2 separate regions of the Rattus norvegicus genome follow, and region 1 is linked to region 2. The links are chromatin contacts, called in public Hi-C maps. All regions are on one chromosome and are shown on one strand. The core of a region is the stretch at or near the end of the contact, and the rest is flanking DNA. Distances in the headings are between cores, read along the strand shown.

The links. Hi-C and Micro-C count contacts between places; a contact is called where the count stands out from the background.
Region 1: a contact with region 2 is called in a Hi-C map of Schwann cells, with 4 times the contacts expected there. The contact joins the enhancer-like site here to the promoter of Map3k1 in region 2. A contact is called at or near these places in 5 of 12 Hi-C or Micro-C datasets (Schwann cells, kidney, liver and 2 more).

Annotation. Positions count from the first base shown.
Region 1 is chr2:45,292,890-45,300,492 of GRCr8, forward strand. No RefSeq gene overlaps it. Among named protein-coding and RNA genes, the nearest start is that of Map3k1, 150 kb to the left of the region's middle. Within about 2 kb of position 1,857, at least 5 of the 93 cell types and tissues checked have an H3K27ac peak or open chromatin away from gene starts, as enhancers often do. A contact at or near this core is called in Schwann cells and liver, where this site is marked.
Region 2 is chr2:45,143,388-45,151,187 of GRCr8, forward strand. Map3k1 (mitogen-activated protein kinase kinase kinase 1) reads right to left here and starts at 4,631. Exons shown (of 21, transcript NM_053887.2): 1 at 4,496-4,631; 2 at 3,433-4,384. The coding sequence starts at 3,884.

The DNA.
Region 1 (7,603 bases), core at 607-3,106, 150 kb after region 2:
TTCAGGTGGACCATTGAGCGCCTACTCTGGAGGTGACCTCTGTCCTTCTGTTCGAGTTACCTTGCCTGGAACTCAGTCCCGTGGCCACGCCTCACTACACAGTGGCTGGCTGCATCTCCAGGAAAAAGAAATGGGCTTGTTGTCTGCCCAGACTCCCTGACTTGTTCCTCTCTCCGGCTTTGGTTTCTGCCACTCGTTTGCCTTTAGATGGTTGTTCAGGGATTCCTTGTCCAGCCCCTGCTTCTTTGAGGCTCCTGTTCCGGGCACATGTTCTGTGGGAGCCCCGGAACCCTGAGCCTTTTCCTGTCTGTTGAGTATCGCTTCTCTGGCACCTTGCTTCCCCGTCTCCTGACGGCTGTCACTACACTGCACTAGACAGAAGAACTCAGCCCTCTGTGTGCTCCATCACATCCCCAGTGTCCTGCTCTCTGCTTGCTTCTCCCTTTCAGCAGCACCTGAAGCAGCAGCTCTGGACCTGACCTCAGCACTCTGTGTACTTAATTCACCCTCAGTTTTGCTGTCCTTTCTGCCCCACTGAAACCCTTGCCCAAGCCCTGATCATCAACACCTCTAACTTTTCAATCCCCAATGATTCCAAACAGGCTTTGGGCTTAGGTTTCCCTTTTCTCTAAAGATGGCCCCAAGCTTCTGCTCATGGTCTCGGAACTTCTCCATTTCTTTACTCTTAGCCACTCTCTAGATGACTCCTCATTCAGGGCCCTTTCCTACACTTAGTACGAAAGACAGGCGTTGTCGGCGGTGCCATTTCACCTATAAAGAAAAACATCTGCAGGGACTTTCAGGCCACAGAATATACACAGGACAGACTCACTGTAAGATAAACCGAAGCCCACAAGCTTTCAAGGTTCTTCTAGCGCTCCATTTCTCCCCCACTCTGTATTGCTTGTCCTACCGAGTCTGTTCCCACACTACTTCAGTCTCTCATCTCTGATGCTCTGTCTGCTCAGAATCATTGAGTCTCTACCTGCTAAGCTTGATGCCACCTTGAGTGGAACACCCCTTGAAGAAGTAAGAAGATGCAGAATGGCTGAAACGTTGAAATAATGAACAGGGTTTATTTTATTTTATTTTATTTTTTTTTTTTAATTATCCTCCGTTTGGGTAGGGGGAGGGGGAGGTAGTACTTGGGAATCCAACCCAGGGCCAGTGCTAGGCAAGGGCTCTACCACTGTAACATATGGCCATTCACCCGTAGATTTGTGGACTGCTTTAAAAAAGTAATTAATTTTTTATGATATGGAAGTAGAGATATCAAATAAATCAGGTAATAATCACCAGTGAAGCCAGCAGTACTTTTAGACCCAGTCGGTTAAAAAATTGTGCTTGGACTTGTGAACCAAATGAAGGATCAACAAAGGGAACGTCTGATAAGAAGACTTGACGTGATGTATGGGGCTGGAGAGATGGCTCAGTGGTTAAGAGCACTGACCGCTCTTCCAGAGGTCCTGAGTTCAGTTCCCAGCAACTACACAGTGGCTCACAGCCATCTGTAATGGGATCTGATGCCCTCTTCTGGTGTGTCTGAAGACAGCGACAGTGTACTCAGATACATAAAATAAATCTTAAGAAAAAAAAAAAGAAGTCTTGATGTAGCAGGAGAGATGAGATCAGGATTCAACCAGTGATGATGAAGTGGGGGTGTGGGGGACAGGTAGCACAAAGGCTACCTGTCACTTCCGATGACTGCTAGTAAGAACAAACCAAGTTGGAGAGGCTGAAGGTGGAGTTTGATTATCATGACTAATTGACAATTAATATAAGCTGTGACGTGGTCCCTGCCTCTGGAGAGTTTACTGCCCAGCAGAGAGAGAGAAAGCCGCCAGGCTCATGGCTATACAAATAGCTCTTTGACAGGAACAATGAATACTGGGAAGGAAAAGTATGAAGTGTGTGAGATTGTGTAACGGGGAGATGGCGAAAGGGTCTGCGGCCGAGGGGCAGGATGTGGGACAAATGCCACATCCCTCATCTGGAGGCCCCGGAACCAAAAGGATATGCCCCCAGCAGATTCTAGAGTGTTTACATATGCATAATGAGACCTCGGTCAAAGGGGCCTAAACCTAAGCAAAAAGTGTGTGTGTGTGTGTGTGTGTGTGTGTGTGTGTGTGTGTGTGTGTATGGAGAAGTAGAAGGTAATTTTACATAATAGTTTCAGTGTGTCTGACTTTTGACTGCAACCAGTCAATGGAAGTCAAATGTGGAATTACCCGCTTGCAGCTCATTGTTAGCACTCTAAAGACTTCCGATGTGAAGCATTTTGGGTTTCAGGTTTCTAATTGGGGATGCTCACCTCTGCTGGGAGATGATGTGAAGAAAGAAGAAAACATGGAGGCATACAGAACGCAGTGCAGGAAGAAGAGAAGACAGCAGAGATGGACCAGTTGTGTGCTGGGAGCGTCTCTTTGGATGTCAGAGGTCTGAACTTGACTTGTTAGGCCATAAGGAAAGACAAAGGTCAAGGTTGTCCCAAGGGACCCTGGTGACAAAGGCCAAAGCAAAACCACATGAGAAAGAATTACAGGGCTTTTGTTTTTGTACAGAAAACCATGTCAACCACTGTGGACGGCCGGATGCGATATGGTGAGCCAGGGAGCGGCTGGGCTCATGGTACCCAGCCATGTAAGCTGTCCATGTGCTGTATGACTCAATGTCTCGCTCTGTTTGCTTGTCTCATATCTCACAAGGCAAGAGGTAACGGGGCAGGCAACACAGGGGGCGGGGCTTTCACATCCTATAGAGCCTGTAGGTTAAAGCTGGGTGCTCTCCAGCAAGGTCCAGTCAGTGCGAAGAGTAAAGGAATAAGGTACTCAGCGTGGACAGGGCAGCCGACTGGCCATCCCATAGGTCCTAGGGTTGTCTCTTTCCTCATCGCCCTCACCGGCATTGGTTCAGCCAGGGTGAACTTGGTTGGGTTTTGGCACAGCTCACCCAGAAGTTTAGAAGTGAGGCTCCCTACAGCATGAAGGAGGCTTGCCTCACCAGAGCCAGTCTCCAGGCCTCCCTGGAGGTTCTTTTTGAACGTCTTTAGTAAGCTTCCACGTGGCACACAGACCCTGTTAGCCTCTTAGCACATTTCTTACAAATCAAACCCACTGGTGGGCAGAGCAGGAAGATGTCTGGCTGCCATCCAGACAGTAAACAATAGAGGCAATTATTACACAGCCATTAATCTTGTCAATTACACATTAACCCAGGCGGTGGGTGTAAAGGGGAGTACAATCTTCATATGTGTGTGTGTGTGTGTGTGTGTGTGTGTGTGTGAGTGTGTGTGTGTGTGTATGTGTGTGTGCGTGTGTGTATTTACTTTTATTCATCATGAAAGAGAAAAATTTAAAAAGGACTGTATTTCTCTACTCTCCCCAGCTTCTCCATTTGTGGAGACAATCGTACCACTCTGAAAATTCCTCTAGCAAGTAGGTTGATTGTATCTTTCAATGTTTTCTTCCTGATGGCTGATAACGCAATCCTGCTGAGCATTCAGGAAACTGATTGTGTTGCTTTCTGTAAATCCACTACAGTTCCTCTTTCACTTTGAATGCTTCGGCCACGTGGTCTATATTAATATAAATACTAGCCTGACTGGATGATACAATGATTCGTAGCTCGAAGCAGGGCTTGGAATTCTTTTCTCCCGAGTCTGTTTATAAAGGACCTTCTTTCTGTTCATCTTTGAGCAGGTGTTACCAAAAGACATCCTCGCCCATTTGAAAACCTACGGCACTTGGCTTTGTAGTCTAAGGAAATGAAAATATTAACAATAGGGTGCACAGTCTAGAAACAGCTACATGCGTCCTTATTGGGGGTGGTGGTGAGGAGGCAGTTTCTCTTCAGACTCTTTCTCTAAACACTCACACCCCTTCAGTACTCTTGACCCTCTCATCCTCCTTCTCAAAAGCAGCTCTAAGAAATGACCCACATCAAGCCATTTATTTCTTCAAGGACAGTAATGAGCCTAAAGAAAACCTGTTCTGACCCCGTTTCTGTTGCCAACCTTATCTTTAATGATGGAATGAGAGGAATTTCAGGTATTGGATAATAAACCAAAGTTGAAGTTTTTAAGTTCTGTTCACACGGTGCTCAGACAAATGACTTTCTATTGGCAGGAAGGGCAATTTTCAGTGGGCACGAGTCACGATTTGAGTGGCTGCTTTCAGCTCTCTCTCCTCTTTGTGGAAGCAACGGCAGAGGGCAGGGAATGAGGGCGGGATGACAGGGTGAGTAGAAGAGAATGCCTAAAACATTACCAAGACATTTGAGACCTATTTAAGTAGAGCCCTAATGCCTGGCAGGTCAGAAGACCCAGGGATGTGGAAGGACAGAAGTATCTGTTCACAGCGAACATCATTTCTTCCTTGAGATGCCAAGAGAGCACCTGAGGAGAGTCCCCCATTTTCTAGGGCATGGGGGCATCTTAGAATGAAGTCCTGCTTGACTAACTGTCAGATTTGGTTCACCAACGTAGAGATGTACAAGGTGTTCATTAGACTCACCTTGATCCAATCTCTAGATCTAATAAATGTTAACGACATTTATTCTGGATCTTGGGTTTGGTAGCATGAGAGGGCTGACTCATCACTGAGGTCCCCTGAAGCTCTAAATTCCAGTGCTTTTTGAAATCTATGAAACTAGATTAAGTGGTGAAATTTGATATAGTGTTATTCGAACTGAAATGCTTAGCTTAGGACACTGTCAAAAAGTAAGAGGCCAGAGCGCAAGGGATAGCAGTCATTTCTCATGGCTTGCTTCCTCTTAAACTGGAGCAACTACAGAGTCAGAGGAAGACGTAGAAACTGCCGGTGGCAAATCGATACCAACAGTATTGTCAGCACACAGATCAGGAATACGTGGTTAGAAGGGTGGGGGAGGACAGAGAGATTCTGGGAATACTGCAGGAGTGTCAGTGTCTTCTAATGGTGGTGAGTTGATCTGAGAAGACGTGGGTTGTCCTTTGATTAGATGATTAAACATTTAAGCCACGGGAGAGTTACTCAAAAAATGAAACTGCAACTCAGCAGCTCTGGGGTGATCAGAGTATTTATTTCGCAGGCAGCTGGTTTCAGAACCTCAGGGAGAAGCTGTTCCATAAGCACCAGGTCTCATAAATCAATGAAGGACAATAGGGAAATTTAGAAAGGATGATTCTAGAGTTCACTGGGGTTTCTTTCAGGCAGAGCATTTCTATCTTCAATAACATCGTAGATACTTCCTAAAGAATCCCATTTGGTAGAGGAGTAGCCTTCATCCTAATAGGCTAGTTATCTATAATTCATTGATAATTGACAAAAATCTCTTGCATCCTTAATACTTTGCCAGGAGATAGAGACAGAAGGAAGACAAGAGACACTCACAATCTTAAAAGAATTTGGAGCTTAGCGGGAAGCACACTAAGGCATTTGCAGTAGGTAGCACATGTGGAAATCTTTTAACCTTGTAGCTAAAGCTTGGACCACCAGTCATTTCAGGAATTCGAGTCACTAGAGACTGAGTGGATCAGTTGGACCACAATGACTCCAAGTGTTTGTGTCTTTGGGCTCCTTGATAACTGCTATAGTTTGGGTCTTAAATGTCCTCCAAAGATCCCATGTTAAAGGCATGGTTTCCAGGTTGGCATTGCTGGGATTAGTAGGAACTTTAAGAGCTGAAGTTGGGTGGGAAGTCTTTGGAGTGCTTCCTTGAAGACAATGATGAGACCTCCGCTGATTTTTTTTTATTCCCTTTTTCTTCCTGGGTATGAAGTTGGTGATTTTTACCCTGCCATGTATTCTTGTCCATGGGCCATTTCATCACAGACCCCCAATGATGGTGCCAACTGGACAGGGACTTTATACATTGATTACCTTGGCCATTTAAACATCTTGTTACATTTATTTATATATTGTGTGTAGAACACATGAGTGCCAAAGTGCATGTGTGCAGGTTGGAGATAACCAGAGGGGGGTCTGTTTTCTCCTATCATGTGGGTCCCAGGAATCAAATATGGCATTAGGCTTAGTAGCAATTACTTGTCCCCAGTGGGCCATCTCATCAGCCCATCATGGGTGCTTTTAATACCAACATGAAGTGGCATTACTCCATGCTTAAACATTCCTGTAATTTCTAGTTAGGAAGTTGATGGTTACTTTTTCTTCATTAATAAATATTAATATTTAGTGGTGAAATGATTCTATGTAAGAGTTTGAGAATTTCTTCAACTTTTTAAAAGAAAGATCTATTTTTATTACTTTTATTTGTGTGTGTGTGTGTGTGTGTGTGTGTGTGTATGTGTGTGTGTGTGTTTTGATGTATATATTTAGTGTGCACGTTTGTGGATCTTCTGGAACTGAACTTACAGGCAATTAACGGGTGCTGGGAATTGAATTCCAGAACATCAGCAACTGCCTTTAATTACTGAGCTGTCCTCCAATATCTAAAATGGACAAAGAAACAGGCCTTCTGTGGTAGATCAGTGACGAAATCTTTTTCATTTGCTGTTTCTTAAAAATCTGTTCTGTAAAAGACCTTACACAGTTTCCTGGCTTCTTTTTCTCTCACCATCCTCTGGGGATGGTGAATGACGTATTGTGTTTGATCCTCAGGAAGACTCTACCAATAGTGGAAAGATGGGATTTTAGTAGTTTTGTTTGTTTGTTTGTTTGTTTGTTTTGTTTTCTTTGCCAAAGCTGATTTAGGAGCTGGATTGCTGATAGGTACTTATAGACCCTCTCATTCTGTCCTAGCCGGTGGAAAGGACGTGTGCCTTTTATAGATGTGAACAGCACGGAGTAAACTCATTAGATTGGAAATCCGCTCCCCTTGCTTTTTGCCTATCAACCTCAGGAGGTTAAAATGCCTTGTAGATTACTCCTCCTGCTCCCTGCTAGCCTTGAAAAGTGTCAACAGCTTAGCAATGTGTTATTTTTAAATAACAACTTAATCGTATTTGTTCTTAGAACTCTTGAGTTGATTCTACATAATTTTTTTATGTCAACCACAGAAACACCACATGATCATATTAGTAAATGTGGGGCAACTTAATAAAATGCTCTGTTCTTAATGTAAACTCTTCAGGAAAGACTGGAGGGAAATGCTTAGTTTATAAGCAACATGCCCAAAGGTTTATGGCAAATGTATGCTTTGTGGTAAAATGTTGTGTGCCCCAGGTGAGGTACCTCAGAACCAGAGATTGAGAAAGAAGTCTCAAGGGAGTCTTCTCTGGTAAAGCTCATCTAAAAGGGAAGTCAGCAGCATCAGGCAGGAAAGAGGTGAGGGTGTGGGTGCAGAAGAGATAAGCCCACAGGGCGTTCTGAAATGGAGCGGTCCATGGTTATCTCATCTCATAGCAAAAGGGAAAGCTCTGTTGGTGCCCAGCCTAAAACAGTTATCCCACATCACAACAAGCCTTTTAGGTGCCTACTCTTAGTTGTTGGCTACAAGTCACCTATCTGTGTTAACAGAACACTATTAACAGAATGAATCTATAATGAAAAAAATTATCTGGATCATGGCTGAGAAGCCCGAGAGCCTAACATTGGCACCCAATGAGTATTTTAAGTGGTATCATGCCATGACAGAAGAGAGAAAGGCTAGAGAAGATGGGGACAAG
Region 2 (7,800 bases), core at 3,381-5,880:
TACAGAAAGGCCAGGACTAAGGAAGATGGCCAGTCGACAGGATGTACATGGCACATGTGATGCAGACAAATCATCTTATGTTGAAAAACGCAGACATGGGGTCAGCAGTGTCCGCCATGGACTAAGACCTTCCTTCCCATGCCACTCTTTCCTGTAATACAGATTTCCCCTCGGCTCAGGGATGCACGTGGAGTGCAGAATGCAAAGGCAATACAAACAGCGTCTTGACCAGCCCCTCATGTTTCCTCAGAATAACCCATTCTCCCCGACTACTGCACACAGCACTTCTTCCTTTGGGATTGGCCAACAGGGTCAAGGACAGGGTGGCGTCCTAGGCAAACTGGCTGGTTTTTTGTTTGTTTTCTGCTCTTGTTGAAAGCTACAGAATATCCCTTTCTCTGAGCATCTTGAAATCGTCAGGCCCACATGTCAGTGACCATTTCTACAAAGTGCAACACATCACACTTAAAGTGCTACAGAAGTATCAATCAACCTGTCTCCTTCCTGTTTGCCTATCTAACAAAATGGAGTCATTATAGTGTATTGGAAATTATATATTAAGGAATGTTGGTTAACCAGTCACTCTTGCCAAGATCAGATATGAAGAGAAAACAAAAGCTGGCAACCACTCTAGCTCTGATATTTCTTTTCCAGAATCCTATTTAATAAGGTTAATCTTTTAAAAATACAGTAATTTCCCTCACCTAGTTTAAAACAAAACCTGGAGAGAAAGCCTAAGTACCAGAGCATGGGAACTCACTCAGGGCTAACTTCTGGGTCTACAGCTATGATTTTAGGGGATCACCTGCTCAGAGCAGATACCTTATTTAGGTTCATTATTAATGTTTTTATACCTCCCCTCCTGCAAAGGATCAGTGATTTGTATTTTTAGCCTAACAGCTTCTAAAAGGAAGTGAAACTGAGGCCTATGAGGAAGCAAGGGCGACTTATGAAATATCGCTACTTCTAAACAAAGCTAACATTAACTAGCACAGCATATCTTGCTCTTTCATGGGGCAGCAAATTGATAGTTTGGTTGAACCTACAAAAATAGGATAGAGTAATTATATCTGCCAAACTCACAATAGCCTGTTCAATGAAGAGCAACACTGTAATTTTTCTTCAAAGACGGTAAATAGGAAGGAAAAGCCCCTTATTCCCTAGTACAAGGGAAAATTCCAAACCCTTGGGCGCCACTTACAGGCACAGACTTTCACTGACTTATTTCACTGAAGGAGAGGGGGCAGACATACAATCTTTGACTTTAATGAATTTCCCATAATTTATCTTTCACGAATGTGTATTTTCTAAACTTTCAGTTTCTACATTCAAAGTTTAGAAACTGGATTAAAAACAAAAAAAAACAAACAAACAAACAAAAACCCCAAAACTACAATAGGTCTTCAGACACACAGAGGGGGTCTTTGGCTCTCTACTACTACAGAAAACAAACACAAAATATCAGTATTAAATCGTCCTCATCAAAGTATGCGTGTGAACTCCTTGAAAGAGGGGAACATAACATTCAATTGAGATTTTATATGATTGCCTTATAATCATTTCCCCAAGATCTTAAATGATAAAATAATAAGGCATCGTAACAGGCAACCCAAAACACATGACAATATCTTTGTATAACCTCTTCTTCATGTTGTAAGTTCTATACCAGCAGATTTGAAATGAATTTCAAACCAGTGCTACAAAAACTGGAGGGGCTGTTGGTATTATTTCAAAAAGATAGATACCCTATATTTTACCGCAAATGAAATTATCACATGTAACATTTGAGATGCACCAACAGAATTCCAGCTAACAGTATTTATTTTAATAACAACCTTTACAATTATAAACCCTCCTTAAGGAGAGGAAAGAGAATGCGAAAATTAAGCACAGATTACTCAGGTATTCAATCCCTCCTGCCCTCACCTTCATCCTCCAATTTCGAGTCTACAGGGAACACTAAAGTTCTATATATCACTTTTGCAGTTGTTGCTCTCATGCTATATTCATAGGCCATAACATTGACTTTGTAAATGCTGAAGTGCGGCCAGCTGTATTACCATATAGGAAAAAAAAATCAGGTCTCACAAAACTAGAGAAAATTAATTCCTCCAAGTTTAAGTTAGTGTTTTTTGCTTCCGTCTGCAGTTGATCTGTAGTAAGAGTTGCCACCTAGGAATTATTCTGGTAATGTTTTAATCTAATCTGCACAAAAACAGGAAACCCTAGAGGAAGATACGTGTACAAGTGCACACAGAAAGCTGCAGTAGGGCTGGCTGCTGCCTACCTTCCTCCCCATTCTGCCAGAGCCCAGGAGTCAGCACACTTTTTACTACGGGGGGGTGGGGGGAGGAAAAACGACCTCCAAGTAATAAACGGACCGTGATTTTAAACAAGCCAGAGCACCAAAGGGGGTCAAATTACTTTAGATAACTAACCGAAACCAAGGATTCCTACTGTCAGATTCGACACACAATAAAACACTCTCCACCCATAGTAAACGTCAAGAAATTCTACGGGGCCACCGGGTGACTATCACGAAAACATATCCAGCAACTTCACACACCCAACAAGATTTTATGCTTTTGTGTATTTTCATCAGAATTTTTAAAAGTATCATATACTTAAAAAGAATTTCCTCTAACAGAAAATTTTCCAGTAGCCAAAAAAGGGCGAGGCCAAAGAGCCGTTGGTGTAAACTATCTTACGCACATCCTACTTCTGGTGCACCGGAAGACCCCTGCGAGCGAAGCCGCAGCCCCGCACCGTCCCTGTCCCCGCCACGCAGCGGGGCTGCGGGGCGCAGTCCCCACAGCTTTGAAGCTGAATGGCTGACACATCCGGTCCTGGATCCTACAGCATTCCGCCAAACGCTAACTTCAAAGGCGGATTCAAACTCCCAGCGCTCTAGCCTCCGAGGTGCGGTAGGAATTCCCAGGGACACGCAGTGAGGGAAGCCACGGAGTCCCCGCAGACCCGGCGGTCCAGCGAGCCCGCAGCGTCTGCCCGCGTCGCTTTGACAGGCGTTCCCCGCAGTCCCCGGAATCCCCCGGCCGCCTGGGGAGCGTCGCATAAGCCCGGCCCGGTACCTGCGGGCGGGCACGCGTCCCCGTGGGGCCCAGGGGCTCTATCCTGTCACAGGGCGCAGACCCACCGCCGTCACCTCCGCCCTCCGGGCTCCCCACTCACAGCGCGCCGTGGGGGCTCTCAGGACCCGGCCCCGGGAGCCCCGCACGTCCGCGGTTTGCACGCCTGTCACATGTCCGCAAACAATAACAAACTCTCCCGCACGCTCCCGTCCTGTCCCCACGCCGTCCCGGGCGCCGCCCGACCTTCAGGGCTCGGGGGCGCGGGGCCCCACGAGCGGAGCCCCGGGAGCCGCGCTCCGTCCTCGCTTCATTCATTGCCCGCCCGGCCCGGCCCGCCGCTCACCCGGAGGGGGCCGCTGCAGAGGGCGGCTCGGCCCCCGCGGGGCTCCGGGCGCCGCTGTCCCGCGCGGCCGCCAGCTCGGCAGAGTGGGAGCCGCAGCGACTCGCTGCTCCCGGGGGTGGCGGTCCCGCCGCAGGCTGGAAGCCACTCGCTCCTGCAGCCGCGTCCGCGGGCTCCGGCGACGGGGAAGTAGATGGGCAGGGCGGCGAGGCGGTGAGGAAGAGCGGCTGCTCCGGCAGCTGGTCCAGCTCCACACTCCTCACTTTGCGCAGCTGCTGCCGCCGCCAGTCCGCGCGCTCGCGGCCCGCGCTGCCAGTCTCCCGCAGCAGCCCCGCGCCCGCTGCGGGCGCGCCGCTTCCCTGGAGAGCTCCGCCGCCGCCGCCCGCCTCGGGGCTCGCCGCCGCGGCGCCCGGGAATCCCGACGACGAGGCGCGATCGCCCGCCGCCGCCGCCATTTTCTCTCGCGGGCTACATTCGCTCGTGCCTGCGGGGGAGGGAGGGGGCGGGGAGAGCGCGGGGGGCGGGCGGAGCGGCGGGCGCGCGCGCTGCGCCGAGTGCGCGGGCGCGAGCGGGAGCGGGGCCGCGTCTCCTGTCTCGGGAGCACGGAGCGGCGGGCGCGCGGCGCAGGTGGGAGGGCAGGGGCTCTGCTGGGGCCGCGCGGGGCGCTGTGCGCTGCACCCGGGCAGCTGCCAGGTAGTACGGGGCGGGGCAGCGGCTCGGCCGGAGCTCGTCCACCCTTGAGCAAGCAGTAATTGGGGCGTGAGTCCCTGGTGCTGGAAGGGGACGCAAGCCGGAGGACTCACGGTCGGTCACTTCACGCTCTCAGTAGCGGGCGCTGGGGGCCCGGCGCGCACCAGCCTGGCCCGCGCCCGAAGCGCAGGTGGCGCCCGGGACTGTCGCCTGCTGCAGACAGACGCGAAGCCTTCTCTTTGGAAAGCAGACCTCTTGTCCCGCCCTGGTGTCACAAATAACACTACTTAAGATTTCCTGTGCTACCTTGTGCACATCTGAGGCCGCTGGTTTGGGACACCCTCCCTCCTCCCACCGGCTATGCAAAAGGACCAACCCGGGTGCTCTGCCAGAGGTTACTCCCCCGTCTTGGAAAGGCAGCCTCCGACCGAAAGCGGGAGAGCACGTCTAGGGAAAGAGCCAGCGCTCTGCCAGGAAGCGCTGGATCTTGCCATCTTCTACCAGGTCTCCCCACCCCCCTCAGATGCTCCCAGCTGCACGTCCCTCTTCCTGGCAGTCAGGTGACAGGCCGGGTTCCTGGGTCCCCCCTTCCCCCACCGCCGCCGCTCCCAGGTTGTCCTATGTAGCGTCCCTCGCCTCTCTCCTGCCTGGGAGTCTTTTTAGAAAAGGTGCTGGGGATAGAGAAGCTGTAAATATATGGGAATTCCCACCCCACCCCTTTTCAACGGGATGGAGCTGCCATGTCGCCCGTATCTCCCCCTCCTCTGCTACTTCTTTTCCTCCGCCTATTTGTCTAGACTAGGCAATCTTTCAGAACCCCGGACCTCTAGATTTAATTTTTGAAACATTAAGACATGAGGCGTGGGGGAGGGGTAAGAAGGGTTTTCGTCTTACAGTAAAAGGAGAGATCTCGCCTGCATTTAAACAAAAGCCTGAACTATCTCAAAATAATTCATTTAACGTCTCCAAAGTAGATCTAATGAAGCCCTCCTTAGGTGTGTAATGTCAGCTGGAGAGCAAGAAAGGGGTTTTTATTTTTTTTTAAAGGATCCTGACTTCAATGTAAGCTCCGTGTTATGCTGAGTGCTACAACATCTGGCAGGCTATAGTTTTTGATGGTTACATTAAAAGGTACACATTTTGAAAGTTTAGATTAGTCTGTTCAAGATTTGGGTCTCCATTTAGGCTATAATTATATGCTCTTTTAATAGTAGACAAGCGTAACATCCAAACCAAACAGTAGTTATTTCCTAGGTCTTCCTAGATTGCCACACCCACCAAATTCTAAATCGAAAAGGATTAGCTTTTCTGGTTTCTACTGAGATCTAAAATAAACTTTAAATTGGCACACTCATAGTTAGGTACCTGTAAGTGAGAAAAGCCACTGCAGACCCTTCTTAGCCTTTGTCTCTATCTTTGGACCAGCTTTGGAAGTTTGGCCTGAATAATAAAGTTTTTTTTTTTTTAAAGGAAATTCCAGCAAAAAGTGACTTTTGCCTCTTTATTTGTATGGTGTTTGTTTGAAAATGAGGGTGGGCATCAAATGAAGCACAGCTGACTAACTGCCGTGCTCTGGCCTCCACATACCGCATCAGTCTATGAAGACTATTAAGACCTTTTGAATCGCATTTCCTTTTGTCTTTTATGGACATAATTCTGCTGTCATTATGCTCCTATACACAGACACACAGTTTTCTTTCAGAGATAAATAATCAAAGGGCCCAATCGACTAAGGAAGTCAGCTCCCTGCTATATACATCCATATAAAGTCTCCTTTGAAAGCAGTTAACTGGATAGGTCCTACCCAACTTTGTGAGTCGTAGGTATGGTTAAGTGGGCCCCTCCCCATCGACACACACCCACCCCACCCCACCCCACCTCCACCTGGATCCTGGAGCTCTTTGGGTCCTCTGTTGTATTTCTGCAGAAGCACATGCCAAATGGCAGGCTGCTGTAGGCTCCGCCTGCCTTAAAGTGATTCCATTTCCCCTCTTTTCTCCGCAGGTATGGTTCTCATTCCTGCTTGGACTTAAACTTAGCAGTGATTTCCCGTACACTGTAGCAGTTTCAGTAACTTTTACCAGAGCTTTCCAGGTCACCGCTCCCACAGAGTGCTGCCAGGAACGGCCTGGGTCACACTTGAGCTGCTCCACCAAGTTCATTTGGAGGCTAAACACAGGGCATTTCCTCATCGAGCATGAATATCACGATGTTAAGATGAAAAGGCGTATGTACTGGCAGGGTATTCCCGCTCGCATGTCGTTCCGCTCGTATTTACTGAGCGCCTCCTTTGCACACACCAGGTATTCTATTCCCCTCAGATTGTTGTTTTAATAATTGTTATTAATTATTGATATGAATATATAACCAATGTCCTTAACAGTCGTCCTAATCTCATCGACTGTTTTAACGGAATAGAGCGTTTTCACCCTACACATATTTTTATCAGTGGGTATTTGTCAGGCTGGTTGACAGATTTTCAGACCATGGTTGTGTGAAGGTGCTCATGCGAGATCTATGTCTGAGGAAGATAGTTACAAGTAGGAATGAGTGGCTAGAGAGGTGACTCAAGTAAGAGCCTTTGCTGCTTTTCCAGAACATCTGAGCATGGGTTTCTAGCACCCAGCTCACAATCACTTCAGACTCCAGCTCCAGGAAAGCTGACACCCTCTCTGGCTCTCTTGGGCACCTGCGCACACAGCCGTTACATGTGCACACACATAAGTAAAGATAAGACTTAAAAAAGAATATAACCTTGAGGGTAAAACAAAAGCTGGAATTTTTGGCATGCTTATAAATACTTATTTTGGACACTTGCTAGAGAAGTGAAGCTAGGTCTTGCTTTCTTCATGCCCCCCCCCCCCCCCCGGTATCACCAGGTGATTCCAGATGTTTTAAGTCATCTATGGGCACTGTAGGTGACATTAAAGTAGCAAATTTCCTATGTAGTGTCACATGGCCAGCTCATCCAGTTGCACATACTAGCTGATACTGGTGTGCCGGTGTACCATGCAACCTGCTAAGGAAACCCACAGCACAGCAGACACTCACAGCCCGTGCTAGCGTGTCCTTGTATACTGTTCACCCTGGGGGAGTCACAGGGCCCTCGAGAACCCAGTGACGTTGTCAAGCCCAACCACTCTTGTGAAATTTAATAAGACGTCATTCAATTGGTTATTAGATCAATACAATGTGAGTATGAGTGAAAATTGGAAATTGTTCCAACGAAAACTGAACTAAGTGCTTCGAAGAACGAATGGGGTCAGGACATGGAAACCATTCTCTGTCAGAAAGTCATGCTTATGGCCATTATAAGGAAGGTGAGGAAGAGGGTATCCCTCTTTAGACAATTAGACAAATGTACTTTTCAAGTATCCATGGTTGCTAGCTTTAGTGACCGTGCCACTTGCAGACAGGGTGAATTGTGAGGACACATGGAGGTATTAACAGAGGCCCTCTACCCTAAAAAGCAAGGCCCTGTCACCAAATCCCAACCCCACGCCTGCAAACGGAACACAGCAAAGCCTGCTGTTTACACGAGAGTGAAGTGGCTAAGATACGTGTATGCGTGTGATTACCTTTGAGTAAGGCGCGTCTAGGGACTTTTCACGAGTTTACCAGTACCGTAATAGAACCAGTAATAAAAATGATAAAAATAAAACATTTTACGATACTCAAATC